4 separate regions of the Mus musculus genome follow, and all the other regions are linked to region 4. A link is a contact called in public HiChIP or PLAC-seq and promoter capture Hi-C data. All regions are on one chromosome and are shown on one strand. The core of a region is the stretch at or near the end of the contact, and the rest is flanking DNA. Distances in the headings are between cores, read along the strand shown. Region 1 has its middle 23 kb from the start of Caprin2. Region 2 overlaps Ipo8 (importin 8). Region 3 holds the start of Ipo8 (importin 8). Region 4 holds the start of Tmtc1 (transmembrane and tetratricopeptide repeat containing 1).

Region 1 (2,705 bases), core at 171-2,670, 470 kb before region 4:
ACAAGGGTTGCTTATCTGTGGGGAGAGTTAGACCGGGACTTTTGTGTGAAACAACTTTACAGAATTATGAGGAACTGAAATGAAATCAAACATGGAAGTTTTAAACAAAATTTTTGAGACAGTTATGTATCCAGGCTGGCCTCAGTAATCACTGTTGGGCAGGTAAGATGGCTTTGGCTATGTGCCTGCCAAGCCTGACAATCTGGAATTTGGTCTCTAGAACCCACAAGGTAGGAGAAAACTAGCTCCCACCATTTTCCTCAGACCTTTTCACATGTGCTGTGGCACAATCAAGATTGCTTTTTCCTTTGTCTTTAGTGTGCCTAGAGTCAGGGTGCTTTTATATACAAAATATGTTTCTCAGACTTCATATTCCAGTTTCTGTGAGCTGGGAAGCTTGTATATAGACTGTTTGCTTCTGTCCTTCCAGTGCCAGGAGTCAGAATGTCAAGGTGAGAACTGAAGCAGAGACCATAGAGGAGAGCTGCCGACTGTTTGTTTGCTTTTCATGGTTCTACAACCTGGGACTAATTCCCCAGTGAGCTGGGCCCTCCCACATCAATCATTAGTCGGGAAAACGTGCCACATATTACAGAGGCTGCCTTAGTTATTCTGTTGGTGTGAGAGACACCATGACCAAGGCACCTCTGATAAAGCATTTAGTTGAGAGCTTGCTCACAGTTTCAGAGGGTTACTTTGTTATCATGGCAGGCATGGTGCTTGCAAGTAGCTGAGGGCTTTACATTCTTACCAGAAGTCAGTGGACAGTAAAGCAACTTAGCCTGGGCTTTTGAAACCTCAAAGCGCACCATCTCCAACATGTCCTAACCCTTTCCAACAGCTGACCAACTGGAAACGAGGATTCAAATACATGAACCTATGAGGCCATTCTTATTTAAACCAACACAGAGGCATTTAGATTCTCTTCCCTGAGAAGTCTAGGTTTGTGAAATTGGCAAACCAACTAGGACAAACTGAACCAACACACTAGCATTTTGATCTATGATGCTACCACTGATTACAGAAGTAGGAAGGTGGATCTGTTCTGAAACACCCATGAGCCAAGTGATCAAACACTGATCAAAAGTCCTGTAAAGTTCAGTCTTAATTACATTTTTGTACCATGTCCAGAGAAACTTACAAAAGAAAGCATTTAATTGGGATCTTGCCTAACAGTTTCAGAAGGAAATGTCAATGACCATTGTGGGAGCTTGACAGCAGGCAGTCAGGCATGAAGCTGAATCAAGCTGAAAGCTTTCAGATTGAGACAATCATGAGAGAGACACAACCCAGAGGTAGAGAAAGCTGGGTGGGCTTTTGATTCCTCAAAGCCTAGTTCCAGTAACATACCTTCAACAAGCCCACACCTAATCCTCCCCATACTTTTACAAGCTGCAGCCCAAACATTGAAACAAATATATGAGCCTTTGAGAGCCATTCTTATCCAAATCACCACTATTCTTAAACAAACCTGCAGCTGAGTGGAAGTGTAAAGAGTTTAACTTGAATAAAGCCTGCTTTTCTGATTCCTGTTTGCTTTCTTTTTCTTCAAAACAGGGTTTCTGTATAGGCCTCAGTCCTGAAACTCATTCTGTACACCAGGCTGGCCTGGGACTCAGAGGCTCACCTTCTTCTTCCTACTGAGTGGTGGGATTAAAGGGGTGTGCCACCTCATCAGGCAATGTTTGCTTGCTTTTTATTTATTTTATGTATATGATACACTGTAGCTGTACAAATGGTTGTGAACCACTATGTGGTTCCTGGGAATTGAACTCAGGACCTCTGCTCACTCCGGGCCCACTTGCTGTGGCCCAAAGTACACTGTAGCTGTCTTCAGACACACCAGAAGAGGGCATCAGATCTCATTACAGATGGTTGTGAGCCACTGTGGTTGCTGGGATTTGAACTCGGGACCTTCGGAAGAGCAGTCAGTACTCTTAACAGCTGAGCCATCTCTCCAGCCTGCTTGCTTGCTTTTTAAATTATTTATTTATTCTTAAATTTGTGTACGTTGGTGTTCCTTCCTCTGGAAAAGGAAAGCAACCAGGGACCTTAACTCTCCAGCCCACATTTGTTTACTCTGTAAACTAGCTTGATGGTCCAGCAGCCAGTGCCTCTTTAATCCAGAAAAGTTTTCTGCTTCCTGCAAAGGCTGGTCATGGAAGATGAGTTTACCTGTTTGTGTGTGGTTCATGTGTACGCCTTTAGTGTTTGAAACAAGATCTCTTACTAAAGCTGTGGCATAACTAGAAACACCAGGGACCCCCTCCTGCCTCCACTACTGAGATTACAGCTGTGCCCCAACATGACTGGATACAAGGGATCTGAACTTTGGTCCTCGCCTTACTAGACAGCAGCACTCTTCCAGCTGATCCAGAAAACCCCAGTTTTGTTTTTAATGCCAGTTTGAAATGTATTATAAAAGATGGGGGCAGGAAGATCACAATTCTAGACCACCTGAGGTATATGAAATCCTGGGTTAAAAACAGCTTCAAAACAGCCAGAACTTAGTGCCAGCTGTCAATGTCATGCTGAAGTTCTCCAGGCACCCGTAGTCCAGTGTCCATATTGATCCAGCATCCTGATGCCTGGCAGTTTTTGTGTGATGTTTAATGAACTGGGACTGGAAAAGGAAGAGACAGCCAAGTTGGATCAAAGGTAGGAGTTTCATGGGCTCATTCATGAAAGAAAGGAGCCAGAGGGTC
Region 2 (2,700 bases), core at 65-2,564, 350 kb before region 4:
CATCCAGAGGTGGGTGGGCACCTTGTGTTTTATTAGAATGGTTATATTAACTGAAATTTATGTGAGCAATGGTTATGAGTTCTTATCTTTTTAATTTATTATTTGTATGTGTGTGTACATGCCACATTTACGTATTTGTGTGTGTATATCAAACGTGTGTGCATATACGTATGGGCTTCCTCAGAAGAGGACATCAGATCTCCTGGAACTAGAGTTATAGGCAGTTGTGGGCTGCCTAACATGGGTGCTGGGATATGAACCCAGGTCCTCTGAAAAAGCTGCAAGCACTCTTAACCACTGAACTATTTCTCCAGCACTATGAGCAGTGATCCTACCTGCTGACCCGTCTCACCATCCCAGTCTTGGTATTAAAGATTTATTTTTCATTATATTGGTAAGTTTTAAAAATTGTCCTAGCTTCAGCGTTTATGCAGGAAGACTACAAGTCTATGACCAGCCTGGGCTAGGTAGTGAAAGCCTTTTTCTAAACACACAAGCAAATAAGTTGCTTTCAAATTTTAAAGTAATGTATTAAGATAGTTGAGCTAGGAAATTGCACATTTATTGAAAGTCAACAGTATTAGCCTTTGCACTAATCTGAGTTCAGATCATCATATCTACTGTGTGCCAGGCTAGGTTTCTGTGAATTGCTGTTTGAATAGAACAAGGGTCTTGACTTCTAGGACCCACAGTCTAATCTTAGTGGAGAAGGATGGAGCTTTCAGTTACAGTGGCCAGTATTAGTAAAGGAACATAGTTGTAAGAGGTGCAGTAAGACTGGAGAGGAGTAAGCAAAAACTTGAAGACATCCAACTCTCAGAGGAACACTAAGGTAAAATAGAATTAATTTTTTGAGACAAGGTCTTCAGCCACTCAGGTTGGCCCCAGACTTGCTCTGTAACCAAGGCTGGCTTTGATGAGGTGATCCTCCTGGCCTTCCTCTTACTAAGAGGTAAGGCCAGGAGTAAACTCTGGCCAGTAGTCACTGCTGAGGCCCAGGGACAAGAGTTTAGATGCTGTATTCAGTACTTAGCTGGTTCAAGGATGTTAATAGGTAGGAGAGTCTCTTTGCAAAGGCAGAAGTGAGGGTCAGGAGGCTGAAGGCTATTGTACCTGGTCACAAATGGTCAGGCTAGATTTGCATTGGGCCATTCTTGTCATATGTCAGCTTTCCCGATGAAAACCCAGAGTTCTCCTTCCCAACTGGAACATGGCCTTTCCTTAAAGAAAATTAGCCATGTGTTCATTGTGTCTGTGAGCACAGACTGCTATGTTTAGAAGTGACAGATTTGCTCAGTTAAGTGAGGGTTTGGGAAGCAGGTGCCAGTTACACTGCTGTTAGCCATGTGACTGCAGATTCATCCTGTGTTTGTCAGGCACCCAGGGGGCTTGCTGAAGTAGTGCAGTGTTACTCTGCCGGGCCTTCCTGTACCTAAGACCTTTAAGTGAATCTTTAATTTTCATATTCAATATTTTATTTTTGTGTTTTCATGTTGAAACTCTGGTCTTCAGTAACCAGTGAGTTAGACCAAAGTGACTTAGAGTAGCTATACTTAAGCAAATACTACTTTCACCTTTATTTTTAATTTCACAATACCTTAGAAATCATTGAATCCAGTTTTCCCAAGTATGGGTATTGTGAAGAGAGAAAATTGCATAATTTTGAAAATGAAAGCATTTTTGAATTTGATATTAATTCTTTTTTAAACTTCATGTAGTTTGAACCTTCTGGGTATTGTGAAGAGAGAAAACTGCATAATTTTGAAAATGAAAGCATCTTGCAATTTTGAATTTGATATTAATTTTTTAAAAACTTCATGTAGTGTTCAACTTTCAAAGTTACCATACTTAGCAAAGGAGGCATGAGTTAAGGTTGAGGCATACTCAGCAAATCACATCTGGCTTCATACCTACAGATGAAAATGTAAAGCCTTCTGCATAATTAGAAGCAAATTAGAAGCAAAACCAGCAGTAATTTGCTGGTCACCTGTTCTTTTCATAGATTAAAAAATAATTTTAAAAAGTATTTCTTTTTTGAGATTATCATATAAGCACACCATTTCTCTCTTCCTTCTCCCTGCAAATCCTCCCACTCCTTTTTGCCCTTTTTCAAATTCGTGGCCTTTTTTCATTAGTTGTTACATACATATATGTATATTTTAGTTATAGGTACATGTTCATGTTCATGTTCATGTTCGTGTGTGTGTGTGTGTGTATGTGTGTATGCATGCTCTTGGAAGGTGCATTATACTCAGGAGCTGTAGTTACTACAGAAGTTGTGCACTGCCCAGCATCTGTGTTGTTGAAGTTTTTAATCCCGACGCAGGGTTTATACATCATCACCTTTGAACATTCAGTTTCTGGATAAAAGACACATACAAAACCTTTATATTTACAATAAGCCTTAAACAGCACAAGATCTGGACAGATATCTATCCTCCATGCTATTAGAATCTACTTTACTATCAATAACCCCAAGTTATTACTTACAGTGTTTCATCTGGGCTGCTCTTAACTCCAATTGGCCAGCCCTTAGGGCCATGTTCTATTGACTCCTAACCCATGGCATCTTCCTCCTCCTCCTTCACCTTCTTCTCCCTGTCATGGTCTGTCCAACCTCCCAAAGCCCAGGAATCCTAAACCACATCTATGTCTCTTCTGCCCAGCTATTGGTTGTTGGCATCTTTATTTACCAGTCAG
Region 3 (2,906 bases), core at 24-2,523, 390 kb before region 4:
ATAGAGTGTTAGCAAGGCAGAGCAAACCAACGCTCATTGCTTGTTTCCCACTGTCTTTGGGGGTCATATTTATACTCCTTCATCAAGCATCCTTTCACGTGTTTGCTATATCAAGACATCCTTTCACCTGTGTCTGCTAGAGGAAAAACTTTTTTCCTGTGTCTGCTCCAGCAAAATATCCTTTTACCTGTGTCTGCTTTAGCACTGACATCCACCTGTGTGCTCCTGCAAACCATCATTTGACATAACTTTCCAAAGAAACTAGATGTTTCCACTCAAAGGTCTATTAGAGTTGATATCATAAGTAAAGGAAATTGGGGGTGCAGGTAGCAAAGGTAACATTTCAAATTGAAAATGCATTTTTCATTCTGATGGCTGTGTGCATAATGGACTGAAATGGGCATTGCTGGAAGCAATCAGTCATATAGCATACATCCTGTCTCATTTTCTACACTGTTCTTAAATTTAATTGAACCAATACATCGTAATTATATGCTCCTTGGAGGATCACATCTCAGCAGCATTTGCCCACAATCATCTTTACTTTATGTTTTGTATGCTTTGCAGTTGTAGATGGAAACAGCATAACCCTTCTTGCCTTTCACAGTGAAAGTCTGGACATTTTGGGCACTTTTGGTCATATAGTTTCCTTGACTACTGCATTTTTGTGTTTTTACACTCTAAAGAGAAACACACACACACACACACACACACACACACATTTGATTATCTATTAGATTTTGAGTTTTCATACATACAAACCTGCATTAAATTTTATCTTGTTATTATAACATGGTGCCTGTCTGTAAACATTTTTAACAAATGTTCAAAGAATGAATGGCAGGATAAAGGGTGGCGCTCAAACATTAAAGGAAACCTCTTCTGTAAGCTACGTAAGTTCAGGATTCCAGTAAGTTTGTCTTGAAACAGCTCAGTTGTGATGTTCAGAGTTCTCGAACAAAAAGTACCACTCCCTTTAGATATGCCTAATTTGCAACAACTGTAAATAGATGCCAGGCCAATTAACTTACTTTGGTCACACCAGTGGGTGGACAAGCTAGGATTTCCGTACCGCATCATGGCGGCCGTCTGCGGGAGTCTGGTGTTTGGAACAAACTTGAGCGACTTCCTGTAGCAGCACCGCTGTGCAATGAATGCCGGCTCCTGAGACGAGCATCATGGCGTCTCTGGCGGGTGCTGGTCAGTGCAGCACGCCAGGGGAAGAGGCAGCCGTAAAGGAGTCTCCGTTTCCTCTTCCACCTCCCACCGGCTGTCGTAAAAGGTGAATGGAGAGAGAGTTGTCGGGGGGAAGGAGGGAGGACAGGGGGCGCGGAGTCAGAGTGGCGCAGCAAGTAGCTGCAGGCGGTGGTGGCAGCGGCAGGGGGTGGGGGTGAGGTGGTCCCCTGAGGTAGAGGGGGCCAAAAAGGGCCAGGAGACATCCCGGCTGCAACCCGGCCTGCTGGCTCTGGGACCCGAGCTCCCGCCCGCGGACATGGACCTCAATCGGATCATCCAGGCGCTGAAGGGCACTATCGACCCAAAGCTGAGAATTGCAGCTGAGACGGAGCTTAACCAGGTGAGCGAGGGGCTGCCCCTCTTTCTCTTTTTCCTACTCTTCTCCCTTCTCTCCCTCTCTCCTCCAACCCCAGCCTGAGACCAGGACCCCTGCGGAGCAACTGGAGCACCTGTTGGCTATCTGTCCTTTTCTTGGTGCACTTGCTCAGTTCTCTTGGACACATAGCACAAAGAAGCTACGAAACCATTGATAGTGGTCTTTGGGTGTGTTTTCTTTTCCTTTAATGCGCTTACGTGGAGACGCGGTGGGAAAATTCACCAAAGCTAAGCTAGCTTTTCTCCGGACCCGCCCTTTTCAGGTGTTGCTGTCGGAAACCCTGCCCCTCGCCTGCTTCTGGCGGTGGCAGTGTGGATCATGGCACAGTATTGCTGGAGCGCTGGGCAGCACTGTCCGAGAGAGTTCTAGGAAGGGCACGCGGTTTCCCCGTACCATTTCAAAGACTGGGCCGGCCAGTAATACAATATTTGAGGCATTTCTTTGGAATACTGAAATGTGTGTGACTTTGCTTTAGCTGCTTTCCATTTTTCTAAGCAGTCTAGACATTCATTGTTCCAGTGTTACTCTCGTCTTTTTTTTTTTTTTTTTTTTTTTTTTTTGTCCATACCATACTTCTCCCTCCTCCTCCTTTTTTTTCTTCCTTTCATTTCAGAGACAGGGTCTCACTGTGTAGTTCTGGTTAACCTGGAATTCTGTGTTAAACAGGCTGGTTTGGAACTCATAAATCTGCCTGTTGCTTCTGCCTCTGCCTCTAGTCTGCTGGGTTTAAAGGTGTGTGTTACCACATCTGGCCCAACCTTTCAGAATTGTAATATCACAAGCTCTGGTTCTGCTCATGTAAGAGGGACTATCATCCTCTTACTAAAATGTACAAATTAAAATTTCCTTACATGGCTTGACAATTGAGCTTGCTACAAGTGTGAAGGGATATTCCTTAATTAGTGGATCTTGAGGGGTTGCTAAGACCAGTGGCCTATGCTTCTCTGAAAACGGTTGGGTATGCAAATTATGGGCTTCATCCCTGATGTAAAGAACCTGAAAACCTGGGAATAGAAACAAGTTTGTGTTTTAAGTGGCTCCCCAGGCAATTCTGTGCCTCCTGAAGTATAAGGATTCTTCTTGGCCAGTGTGTTTGCCCTAGTAGAGGTTTGTTTTTGTTATAAAAGATGTTTTGAATCTTGAAAGAGAAATATTAACTGACAATCTGTGGTGTTTGAGGGACACGTGAATCCAGGATCCTCAAGAGGTAAGAACGAAAGTCGAGACCCTGTTAATATCTATCTGGCTCGGCTGTAGAGTGTTCAACCAAGAATTCCTGAGGCCTTACCTATGT
Region 4 (2,797 bases), core at 275-2,774:
ATGTGCACCAGGTAAAACCTACATCCATTTTTTTTATTACTCTGGAGGGAGCAAAGGACACAAGTGTGTGTGGTGTGTGTGTGTGTGTGTGTGTCTGTGTCTGTGTGTCTCGGTTCAGCAGTCACTGAGGGTCAGATGTTCTAAGAAAGCTGTCATTGGGACACAAGATTTCAGCTTTGCTCCTCTCTCACCAATTTTGATTCACCAAGAAAAACCAACAATAAACAAAACATCAAAAGAGGCAAGAATGGATCCTGTCTTGGACTATGTCCCTGTTAATTTGGGAACTGCTGCATTAAGTGCTCTGGTGTTTAAATTTAAGGAGCCATCGGGAGGCTCAAAGAACAAATTCTCCTTTCCATTTCAAGTTTCTTTTCTTTCTTGTCAAAAGTTTGATGTTGTTTGGCTTTTGTTTGTTTTAATGACGACTTTATTTTGAGGTTTGGGGTCTGGATGTATGAAGTCTCAGTTAATTTCAGTAATAAAGCCATGTCCATTCACAAGTGGCCTGAAAGAACCAACGGGGCTTTTCAGTATTAGGGGAAGTCAGTGTTTTTCTGGAATACCTCATTTATTTGTTGTGATTGGCATTCAAAAGTAGAACAGTTTCGAGAAAGACAGGAAGTTTCTGAGCCAGAGGCAATGCCAAGGCAGTCCATAGTTTTAATTTGTATTTAAGGGTCAAGGCAGTCTCCCAGGAGACAATAATTATTCCCAAGAGATCCAACCAGTAAAATAGCAGGTAAAGTAGCTGGGCCTGGGCAGCTGAGGTAGGGGGTACTCTAGGATTCGAGATCAGCCTGGCTTCTGTAGCCAATGCCCAGGACTGCCTGAATGTCAGCCTAAGGCAGGGTCTCAAAACCAAAACCAAAAGAAAGCCAGAAGTAATGTGTTCAGCGCCTCCTTCATTGCTTAAGAGTTTAAGGGAAAAACAAAAGGAAGAGCTTCCCATACGGAAATAAAAATCAAAACCGGGCTTATTATAAGCAGCAGCAGAAACAGCAAGGAGGCAGTTCACAGCCGGGGATGCACCCCTGGGCTTTGGGGAAAGGACTGCTGCGCGCGTTGCGTTCCCAGGACTGGGGCATAGCACCTTGGAAGACTTTAAGCCCTGCGGGTGCTGGAGCTTGTCCCCCATCTGTCCAGCTGGTTTCGAATCGCTCACGCCTCCAGGGAGAGAGGGTGTCCGGGTCCAGACTGAGTACCTGACAAGCCTGCCGATTTGCGGCCGGGAGGCGGCGGGGACCTGCCCCTCCGCAGCTGAGACCGGCTGGGGACTGGTCTGGGAAAGCAGTTGGGCGTACCCGGTGGGACCCTGGGTGGCCTTCCCGCGTGTCCCCTCAAGCCCTGCGGCGACCCGCTAAACCTGCGCGCTCTGGCTGTCCCGGACTCAGCGCCAGCTGGTAGAGGCCAGGTGTTGGGGACCTCAGGTCCCAGGATCCAGGAGGCGGAGGCGCGCAAGCGGGCATGCGCAGAGTGGGCGGAGGCGGCGGCGATGGCCCGGGGAGGCGGGGGGATCGCTGTTTATTTGCAGCTGGGCCACCGCGGCGGCAGAGCACCGGGCGCCCGGGCGGGGACAGTGGGCGTGCGATGCCTGAGCCAAGCAGGCCGCTGCGCGCCCGGGTCCCGGCCGGGGAGGATGCGCGCTGCGCGGGAGCGGCCGTGCGGGCGGTGCGATGCTGGTGACCCGCGGGGACCGCGGCGGCGGGGAGCGCGCGCCCTCGCGGCGCCCGCGCTGCGGGCTGGTTCCAGCGGGGGCCGCGGCGCTGCTAGCTGGGGCCAGCTGCCTTTGCTACGGCCGCTCGCTGCGGGGCGAGTTTGTACACGACGATGTGTGGGCGATCGTGAACAACCCCGACGTGCGGCCCGGGACACCGCTGCGCTGGGCCATCTTCGCTAACGACTTCTGGGGCAAGGGCCTGGCGGACAGCACCAGCCACAAGTCCTATCGGCCACTGTGCGTGCTGTCCTTCAGGTGAGCCTGTGCGTCCTGGGGTCTAGACGCCTCTCCTTGGAGAAGGGATGGTACGGCGGGGACACTTCTGACAGGTCCCTCGGTACCTCCTCTAGGTTGTTCTCCCCTTTCTCTCAGTTCTACCCCTGGTCTTTTAGTCATCAGCCAGATCCTCCTGGATTTATCTTGTGTTCTGGCTGTTCAGTCTGGTCCTCTAGGTTCTACGCTTTGCATCTCTGCCCTGTTCCGTTCTCCAATCTCTGCCCCAGGTCCTCTGGGCTCTATGCTTGGCGCTCCTGATTCTATCTTAAGTGTTCTCCAGGGTCTGTCCCAGGCCCTCACAACTCTAGTATTCTGTCAGCGCAGCCCCAGATTTTCTCTGAACGAGGTTCTCTCCGCTCTGCCCCGAGATCTCGTTGCTCTGGCTGGGTTCTCTCGGGTCGGACTCTGATCCTATTGCTCCAGGCTTAGTCCTGAATCCACCTGGCTCTACCTCTGGTCATTACCCGGGACAGCTTAAGGTTCTCAAGGCTTTGCTCAGGTTCTGAAGCACTACATCGTTTTCTTCTGGCTCTGTTTTGGGTACTCTCCGCGCTACTCGGGGAGATCTCTGCTCTGCCCTATATCTTCCCAGCTAAACCTAGGTTCTCCCGCGCTTCCTGGCTGCGGAGTTGGGACCGAGTTCTGCCTGCTATGTCCCCCGGGGCTTCAAGGATGGCAGACTTCTCGCTGGAGCTTTTCCTACCCGCGATTAGCGGGTTCCAGAGGGTGGCGATGCTCCAAGTTGTCAGCTTCTCCAGGGAGGTTGTACTGCTGGGCAGATGAGGAATAAAGGGACCGGAC

What was found. Promoter capture Hi-C pulls out the DNA fragments that hold promoters and counts their contacts. HiChIP or PLAC-seq counts read pairs in DNA pulled down with a chosen protein or histone mark.
Region 1: an H3K4me3 HiChIP or PLAC-seq map of embryonic stem cells shows a contact between it and region 4, with 35 read pairs. The contact joins the enhancer-like site here to the promoter of Tmtc1 in region 4. A contact is called at or near these places in 18 of 39 promoter capture datasets (the 3T3-L1 cell line, the C10 cell line, the HPC-7 cell line and 11 more), 2 of 15 datasets of contacts at CTCF or cohesin (large pre-B cells and pro-B cells), 49 of 484 Hi-C or Micro-C datasets (B cells, CD8 T cells, the G1E-ER4 cell line and 20 more), 18 of 115 datasets of contacts at active chromatin or transcription factors (astrocytes, craniofacial prominence, embryonic forebrain and 6 more) and 2 of 9 other capture datasets (adipose tissue and embryonic stem cells).
Region 2: a contact with region 4 is called in a promoter capture Hi-C map of hippocampal neurons, with 2.8 times the contacts expected there. The contact joins the enhancer-like site here to the promoter of Tmtc1 in region 4. A contact is called at or near these places in 8 of 39 promoter capture datasets (cranial neural crest, embryonic stem cells, frontonasal cranial neural crest and 4 more), 1 of 484 Hi-C or Micro-C datasets (stem cell-derived neural progenitor cells), 5 of 115 datasets of contacts at active chromatin or transcription factors (embryonic forebrain, embryonic stem cells and stem cell-derived neural progenitor cells) and 1 of 9 other capture datasets (embryonic stem cells).
Region 3: an H3K4me3 HiChIP or PLAC-seq map of embryonic stem cells shows a contact between it and region 4, with 19 read pairs. The contact joins the promoter of Ipo8 here to the promoter of Tmtc1 in region 4. A contact is called at or near these places in 3 of 39 promoter capture datasets (cranial neural crest, embryonic stem cells and stem cell-derived epiblast-like cells), 1 of 15 datasets of contacts at CTCF or cohesin (the NIH/3T3 cell line), 6 of 484 Hi-C or Micro-C datasets (the N1E-115 cell line, embryonic stem cells and nephron progenitors), 11 of 115 datasets of contacts at active chromatin or transcription factors (astrocytes, embryonic midbrain, embryonic stem cells and 3 more) and 2 of 9 other capture datasets (adipose tissue and embryonic stem cells).

Annotation. Positions count from the first base shown.
Region 1 is chr6:148,917,761-148,920,465 of GRCm38.p6, reverse strand. No RefSeq gene overlaps it. Among named protein-coding and RNA genes, the nearest start is that of Caprin2, 23 kb to the right of the region's middle. Within about 2 kb of position 1,420, at least 6 of the 459 cell types and tissues checked have an H3K27ac peak or open chromatin away from gene starts, as enhancers often do. A contact at or near this core is called in embryonic stem cells, where this site is marked.
Region 2 is chr6:148,793,950-148,796,649 of GRCm38.p6, reverse strand. It overlaps Ipo8 (importin 8), which reads left to right. Exons shown (of 25, transcript NM_001081113.1): 16 at 1-9. Among named protein-coding and RNA genes, the nearest start is that of Ipo8, 36 kb to the left of the region's middle. Within about 2 kb of position 1,314, at least 7 of the 459 cell types and tissues checked have an H3K27ac peak or open chromatin away from gene starts, as enhancers often do. A contact at or near this core is called in hippocampal neurons, where this site is marked.
Region 3 is chr6:148,829,834-148,832,739 of GRCm38.p6, reverse strand. It overlaps Ipo8 (importin 8), which reads left to right and starts at 1,273. Exons shown (of 25, transcript NM_001081113.1): 1 at 1,273-1,576. The coding sequence starts at 1,493. 2610017A05Rik (a long non-coding RNA gene) reads right to left here and starts at 1,120. Exons shown (of 2, transcript XR_869626.1): 1 at 1,032-1,120.
Region 4 is chr6:148,443,079-148,445,875 of GRCm38.p6, reverse strand. Tmtc1 (transmembrane and tetratricopeptide repeat containing 1) reads left to right here and starts at 1,524. Exons shown (of 20, transcript NM_198967.5): 1 at 1,524-1,975. The coding sequence starts at 1,677.